Regions from separate parts of the Oryzias latipes genome. Here region 1 is linked to region 2. Evidence: chromatin contacts called from public Hi-C data. All regions are on one chromosome and are shown on one strand. Each heading gives the region's core, a stretch centred on a gene start, on an enhancer-like site or on the middle of the called end of the contact. The rest is flanking DNA. Distances are from core to core; before and after follow the strand shown.

Region 1 (3,927 bases), core at 1,032-3,531, 140 kb after region 2:
GCTGGATAGCTCTGATTTTGCGTCCAATTTCTTTGCTAAGTTAATGTTACCTTGTGGTTGTGAGGGGCTGTAAGTTAGCAGGAGAGGGAGTAAACAAAGGAATGGCGGGATATCAGCGTGGGGTTACTTCAACGCCAACAGTCCCGCCCACAACTCAGAGGTGAATTTCTAATGAGCTCCTGCTGCTCTGCAGAAAGCATGTCTTAAAAAGCTACTCGGGCTTTGTGATTTTGGCTAAAAACGACGGTGGCCCTGAAGTGCAAAACACATCAACAAATCACTCGAACCACAAACATTTTACAGATCACGACAATTAAAAAAGCAAAACAAATGTTTAAAAAAAAAACTCTACATTTTAGAAAACAGAATTTCAGAAGCCAAAAAAATCCAGAAAAGAAGTATTCTACAGAATAAAAAATGAAATGTTAGAAAACTAAATACAATGAGAAACTGGAAAAGGTAGGTACTATGGGACATTGCTGAGTGGATGATGATGTCCAGTATGGCTTCATGTCAAATAACTAAAATAATGGACAAACATTATCATCCAGTCAGTGATGTCCCATAGTAACTACCTTTTCCAGTTTCTCTTTGTGTTTCATTCTTCTAGCATTCATTTTGATTTCTGGAGAAGCCTTTTGTTTTCGAAAATGTTTTTTTTCTTCCTTTAATTACAGGAAATGGAAATTATAGAACACGTACTGAGTTTGGATAAATGTGCTTTTGCGAGTAGTGGCCAATAATAGTGCGATGCTTCAACATTCTGGGACTGAACTCAATCCTCAAAGGTGAAAACGCTACAGAGCTGACTAGATCTGGAATCTGAGAGTGGTTGGGGGTAAAACAACTTGCCAGCAATCTTGGCCTCAATCCCACTTCCCAGTTGTCAAAGTCAAAGTCGGCTTTATTGTCAAATGTACTGCATCCATAAAGACATACAGCACAGATGAAATTGCTTTCCTCTCACCCCACAGTGCAAGCAGCATATAAAAAATAAATAAATAAACGACTTAAACAATAGATAAAAAGACAGCAATAATAAGAAGAATAACAGTAGTCTAAACAGTGCAGAGAGCAATGAGATGGTTAAAGTGGCAGTTTAAAGTGACAACAGTGCTGAGAACAGTAAGTGGATGAGGTGGTGATGGCAGTCTTTGGTGAAAGTGGTGATCTGAACTGTTGTGAAAGTTTTCAGTGTGGGCTTGTAGGACGGAGTGGAGGGGCCAGAGGGGGGAGGGCAGGGAGGGAGCTGAGTGTCCATATCGCCTGATGGACGAAACTGTCTTTTAGTCTGCTGGTTCTGGTTCTGGTGGTTGTGGTACCACCTTGAATTGTTTGTGTCAGAGCGACCAATAAATACTGGTCGGTCGCCATGTTTGACAAACTTTTCCGATATTCTAGTACTTTTCCTATAAATGCGTCTTCCTTACCAATATGGTTCCATATTAAAGAAAAATCCATAATATTTTCCATCTTAGAAGCATTTTCGTTTTTTGGTGTGAACTATTTTTCACATTTTAAAGCTAATCAACCAAACACCAATGTCCTGACTTTTTGTGCTAGTTTATTTTATTTGTCTGACCGTTTGCAAGTTTAGCTGCTTGCTATCTCAGAGCTTTTTCTTTTGGTTCCACTCAATTTGTTTGAAGACACACTTTTTCCAGCTGGCTTGGATCCTGAAAGTAAACCAAATCAAAGGCTTTGTGCGTCTGAACAGCTTCTGCTGCACTGTCTATATAAAAGTATGTTGGAAAAACTTGTAATACAGAAAAACTCAGCGGCAAAAACCAAAAAGAGAAGCGCTGCTATGATCAAAAGATTCCATTTGTGTTTCAAAAAGAAGATTTGGTGCATTTTTGATCACTTTTTCCAACAAAAACAGATCCTATTTCTTCTTTAAAAGTGAGACAAAACAAACCGTTTCTTCCCTAAAGATAAGACTTGCCTCCATGCTCTCTGATGACCTTACAGTGCAAATCTACACCGCTTTAATCATGACGTTAAGAGAAAGCAAAACACAAGTGACAAAAAAGAAAGATAACCTTCATACTTCAAAGCTGTCTGGAAGCTCACCTCCAACAATCTCCTCCCTGCTGGAGCACAAGAGGATGGCGTTCCTGTGTGTTTTCATAAAAATAGATCCACGTTGACCCCTGAGGAGGGGGATCATCGCAGGTTGTCGGAGGGCGGGGTAAAGGTTGGAGGCTGTGAGGTAGCCTATGACCCCGTGATTTTGCTCGGGCACAACAGCCCAGATCTCTGGGGGGAAACCCCTGCATGACCCGGCTCACCGCATTGAGGAACCGCAGCTCCTCGGCCTACTGCACAAACACGGAGGAGGAGGCATTATGAGGCGAGGCTGTATGGGCACATTTTAATGGGAGACAACGGTTTCGTCCACAGGAGCCCACTGGGACCAATTCTGCTGTAGTTCACGTCTGGGTTGAATGTGTTGAGAATGAGTCAATGCTGGCTGCACAGACTGTGACTAACAGAGCGGCGAGGCGACCAAAAACAGGCTGAGAGGAGAGCCAGGAAGGTTTCTTTGTTAAACAGACGAGATGAATCCATCATCAGCTCCATATTCTCTCTCAATCCTCGATGGTACAGGAGGGGTACTTTAGGAACCAGGCTGGGGGAGGGAGTTAAGTAGAGTGAGGGCTTGCAGAATAAACAAAAAGAGACCTGACTTCTAGACTGTCAGCTGTGGCCTTTAAGAGCTTCAAACGTATGAAGCTGGAACAGGGGGGTAAACAAGAACAAAACATGGATGAAGTACAGACGGGTCCTAGTCTTTTAATGATCCCACTGACTTCATCTGAAAAGTCTGATCTGCTTTGTGTCTTTCACTAAATCCCAGAGAAGGTTCAAAGCTGTCACGTCTAACGCTGCGTTCGTGTGTTTGCTAAAACACACACGTTGGCTGCACATGCTGCTAACCATCTGCAGAGCTTAGCTAATGATGGATAAAAGCTTTGAGAGTCAGCACAAACTTTATTGGACCAATTTGTGCAAAGCGGGCAAAACTAAAACTACCTAGTTTTCCTAAAAAGTTCAAAAAGTGTTCTTTGCCTCAGACGAGATTTGATTTGAAGGTGACCAAAGTGTTACCTTTGCAACGGAAAAATATATATATATGTATATATACATCTTTGACACACTGATGTATTTCCAGGCATGATGTATCTTGATTACTGGATGCTAGACTTACATGTGTGTGGATATATATATATATATATATATATATATATATATATATATATATATATATATATATATATATATATATATATATATATATATATATATATATATATATATATATATATGTATACATGGATCATACATGTACAATGGATCATGTACTGTTAGTCACATATATGCATGTGTGTGTGTACATATACATGTATATATGTGTCTATGTCCTTCTCTCTTTTTTGCTTTTCAATTATTTCATTTTCTATTCAATTCTTGACTAATAAATTCTTGGCTAACTATCCTAGTTTTGCTATATCTATGTATTCAGTATTCAGTATATCGAAACAAACAAACAATATATACAGTATATATTGTTTGTTTGGTTCGATTCTCCCCATTAGATGTTATGTTTGTGTTTAGGATCTTTGGTTTTCACTTCAAAGTTTTTTTGCATTTGGTTCACAAACAAAGCAAAAGTCTTCATTTAGAACTTCAAAAGCCCAAACCATAATACCACCACCATCTTTGACTACACTGCATTTCTCACATGTACGTTTTTTTAAAAATCTAAACCGTTGTATATATTTTTACCTTTGTAAAGCTGTGAATATGACACAATGATGGTTCTGAAAAGGACTTGGCTTTCCAGACACATTTTTGCCTTCAGTATAAACTTTCTGATGTGATGACTGAAGGTTCCTGTTTATCTCAAAGAGAGAGCCAAGGAGA
Region 2 (4,091 bases), core at 1,578-4,077:
TACGATGGAGTAGGAGAGCCACCATAAAAAAAAGAAAAATGAAATACATCTAAGCAAATAAAGACCTAAAATTATTGGGGGGAAAAATGTCGTAATTTCACAACACTGAACTCGTAAAACTATGGGGAAAAAGGTGAAAATTGTACGAGAATATACTAAAAGAATCAGTATTGTACAATAATAAACGTACAACTTCATCAGTTACAGAGTTGAGAATTTACGAGATATAAAAGTTTTCCATTAATGACGCAAAAGTCTATTTTTACAAAATATAAACAAAAAAAGAACAAATGTCGTGTTTCAGTATGAAAGACATCAGTGGTTACTCCCGCTTTGGTTTCACCAATAGGAAAATCCTTTAGCCAGGCTTACACAACCAACTAGCTGATGTTTAGGAAAAAGCGTCTATCATGAAAGTAAGACTCATTCTTCTCCTGAAATTTCGCCTTTTTTTCGTGAAAATGTAATTATTTTTCATATTAAAATCTGACTTTTTTCTCTTTCTTATAATTTACGGACTTCATTCTCATCTATGTATTTATTTATTTAATGGTGGCCCTGATGCTCTGTCCTACCTATAATCTGTTGGAAGTGATCACAAAAATCGTGTCAGCCATTATGTCACATAAAACAGCTTTTTTTTTTCCCCGTCCCGTCAGGCACGTCAAATCCTCGAGCGAGAGTACAATAACCTGCTGGCGTTGGGCACCGACAGGAGGCTGGATGAGGTAACAAAGCTCTCTGTTGGTTTTTTTTTTTTTTTCAACAAAAAAAAAAAAATTCCAACAAAAACAGAGACAAACACATTCATGCTCATTTCATGGATACAAATAGACAGTTTACTTCAATGCTGCTACTAAATTCCACAGTTTTGTCTGAATTTGAATGAATAACTGAAGGAGGTTGTAACAACTGAAGCATGAATTGGTCAGAATATGAACAAAGGGCTGAACTGAGGAGTAACCTCCTGTTTGTGAATCCAGCACTTTCCCAATCCCAGATTAAGATTGAGGCTTGTCCAAACATGTTTTTTGCACTGTTGAATAAAGACTTTTGTCTTTCTGGGATTGTCAGTGCGATGACAAAGACTTCCGGGGCCCGTCATGGCGAAGGCAGTTCCCACCCCGGGACATCCACGGCATCAGCATGATGCCTGGGTCGGCAGAAACGCTCCCCGCAGGTTTCCGCCTCACGACGACGTCTGGCCACTCCCGAAGACTGCCCCCTGAGGGTGAGAGCCTGTATCACACGCAGCTTTTATTTCGCTTTCAAGTGCAGAGAAAAGCCGGCGCTGACGTTTACGTCTGTGTCGGAGCTGTCCGGCTGAGAGCGGGAAGCTCTGCTGTCTGTGAGAGCTCTGACTGTGTCTCTTGTTCCCTCCGGCGGCTGCTCTGCAGTCCTCTATGAGGTGCTGGACGACAGTCCTGATGACATGTATTTGGACTGGTTTCAAGGTCAGCTATACTTCTCTGAAGGTTCCTGGGCTTGGTGGCCCAGTGTGCACTGAACATAGTCTCCCTCCTCATCACATGATCTGTTGCCAACTCTCCTGCTATGTACCCCCCTTCTGTGGTTTTTCAAACCCTTCAGCATCTAGACCTGAACCTCCATAAAGGTTGTTTTGGAGAGCTGCAAAAAAAAGGTTTTCTTATCAACCAAAGTGATAACGAAGCGTGATCCGATCCTTTAACGGAGTATCAGGTTAGGGCTGCACCTAACAATACTTTGTTTTGTTTTAACTGATCAATGAAGTCTTTTTTAAGAGTCATTTAACAAAATAAACAATGTATCCTGTAAAATGAAATTGCATCCACAGCTCCCAGGAAATAATGCCCTATAAAAGAAAAAAGTCAACTCCAAAAACTACTGCCAGGATTGAATGCCAAAACAAAAATCAACTACATCTGTTACTGCCAGGTATAAATACTCTTTGGAAATGAACACTGACAGAGAACTGTATCCACTGTTGCCAGGTTTAAATTCATGTAAATGCCCTCTGGAAATAAGAAAAATCAACTGCATCCACTGCTGCCACGAAAAAGACAAACGTCAAGTGCAAAAACTACTGCCAGGAATGAAATTTACCACAAAAAAAACACTGAACTGCATTCACTGCTACCAGTTTGCTACTTTTTTATGTTGCTCTTGATACTTTTTCCTTCCATTGCTAATCTTGTTCCTCCATGGTGCAAAACATCTGTAAATCAGTGTACTTTTGGTACATAACAAAATAATTGACTAATTTTAAAAAAAGACATTAGATGGCAGAACGGTAAATTGACTTAAATACATATTGATGTTTTCATAACAAAACAAAAAAAAGATATTTTGTTGTTTCACTTCAGTTACAGGAAAGAACTGGCTGAAAAGGCTTTTATTTTTATCTCACTGAATCAACTGCTGAGGCTAAACTGAATCACTTGTTATGAACGGAGGGTTTTATTCCTGCTCACATGTATGAGAAGTTCCCATTTCATGAGACAAAGTTTCTATTATTTTTCAATCTTTTCCCACTTGTTTCAACTTTGGAAAATTGCAGGTTCAGCATCATGTGATAATCGGGTTATGAGTGATCATAGGCCAGCACTGTTCCATCTGACATGAACAAAAGCACTTTTACTTTTTTTTTTTAACTAACCTCTCAAAGACACTAAAACAGCTCCCCCGTGATCCTTCATGGCTAATCTCTCCAGTCTGAAACCCTCACAGTCGACTAAACAGCACTTCCTTTGATCCATGGTTTTGTCCTCTCACGGTGACGTCGTTGTGTGGAGTAAAAGTGCTCCCCTTCAAACTGGAACTTCTGGTTCTGTGTCAATAGTGATCATGTCTCCGTCTCCCCCTGCAGTTGGACCTTGTGCGGTGCAGCGGCTGGACACCACGGTGAGAACCTACTCCTGCTGAGAGGAGGAAGAGGGGGACCTTAAACTGTACGCTGTATGTAACACAACTCAGACTGTCGCTGTGTCCAATGCAAAGCTGTACTGAGGGACAATAAAAATAGATTTTGGATGAAGGAGTGCCGAATGAGGACAGCTTGAAGCGAGATGAGCCGATGGGAGCCAGCAGGGCCGGCTGCACGCTGCAGCTTCCTCCTGACTTCCTCTGATTCATATCTGTCCAAAAGCACCAGTCGGGTCCTGTAGAATCTGCTCATGGAAGGTTCAATGTCTCGCTTGCTTCTAAACAAAACAGATTAGTGTGTCTGATACATCGTAAAGAAACTATACTGTTAGTTACTCACAAAAATGTAAAAAAGAAAGTTTTCCCTAAATAAGCAATACAAGAAATGAAAAAATTGTTTTATGTGAATTATTTTGATAGTTTACTTAAATAAAAACAGTCTACTTCCTGTTAACATTAAATCTGTTCCACAAAAATAATCTCCGGTCCTGGAACCACACTTAAAATGTCATGAAACTGACCGATCAGCCTTTTTTTTTTTAAGTGTTATGTTTGTTAAGGTTAACTGGTTTCTTCAAGTTGATATAGTTACAACACAGATTTCTTTTTTCATTTCTTTTGCGTAACAAAAGAAAACAAATCCACAAAAGCAAAAGGTACATACATTTGTCATAACCCAAAAGAAATTAGTTTTCCCGTTAATGACTGTGCTGTGTGTCTTCTCTAAAGTCTGATTTCCATTGGTGCATCTGCTTTGTGTTTGCCGTTCGTCTGCAGTGCATCTGCGGTTTCGTCATTCAGAATTAACATAATGAATTATTAATAGTTTTTCAGTCAGACAACTCATACAGTAAAATATATTTATTTTCACATTCTTTTATTTTGGCATTTACATACTTTATGATAAATCACATGATTCTTGTGGAGAAAAAGGCTTTACATTGTCATGGTAAAATATTAGTTTGACATAGGATTTATCACAATGTAAACCTTTTCTATGTGGCAACAAACTAATTTAATCTGATTTCTTCTTTAGTGTTAAAATTATGAATGAACCTACCATTCATGCACTGAGGAAGAAATAAGGATTTCAATATAAATGCATTAAACTCTCACGAGTCTGTTAGCAAAAACTTCCACCATGAATTCCAGCTTTAAAACGATGGACGGGGAAAAACGAGGCTCAA

Evidence for each region. A called contact is a pair of places that touch in the nucleus more often than the background predicts.
Region 1: a contact with region 2 is called in a Hi-C map of embryo, with 2.3 times the contacts expected there. The contact joins two enhancer-like sites. A contact is called at or near these places in 2 of 5 Hi-C or Micro-C datasets (both in embryo).

Annotation. Positions count from the first base shown.
Region 1 is chr23:19,216,185-19,220,111 of ASM223467v1, forward strand. No RefSeq gene overlaps it. Among protein-coding and RNA genes, the nearest start is that of LOC110017604, 3.4 kb to the left of the region's middle. Within about 2 kb of position 2,282, at least 3 of the 8 cell types and tissues checked have an H3K27ac peak or open chromatin away from gene starts, as enhancers often do. A contact at or near this core is called in embryo, where this site is marked.
Region 2 is chr23:19,077,469-19,081,559 of ASM223467v1, forward strand. ppfia2 (liprin-alpha-2) reads left to right here. Exons shown (of 30, transcript XM_023952407.1): 27 at 660-728; 28 at 1,075-1,231; 29 at 2,849-2,937. The coding sequence ends at 2,904. Among protein-coding and RNA genes, the nearest start is that of lin7a, 54 kb to the right of the region's middle. Within about 2 kb of position 2,828, at least 1 of the 8 cell types and tissues checked has an H3K27ac peak or open chromatin away from gene starts, as enhancers often do. A contact at or near this core is called in embryo, where this site is marked.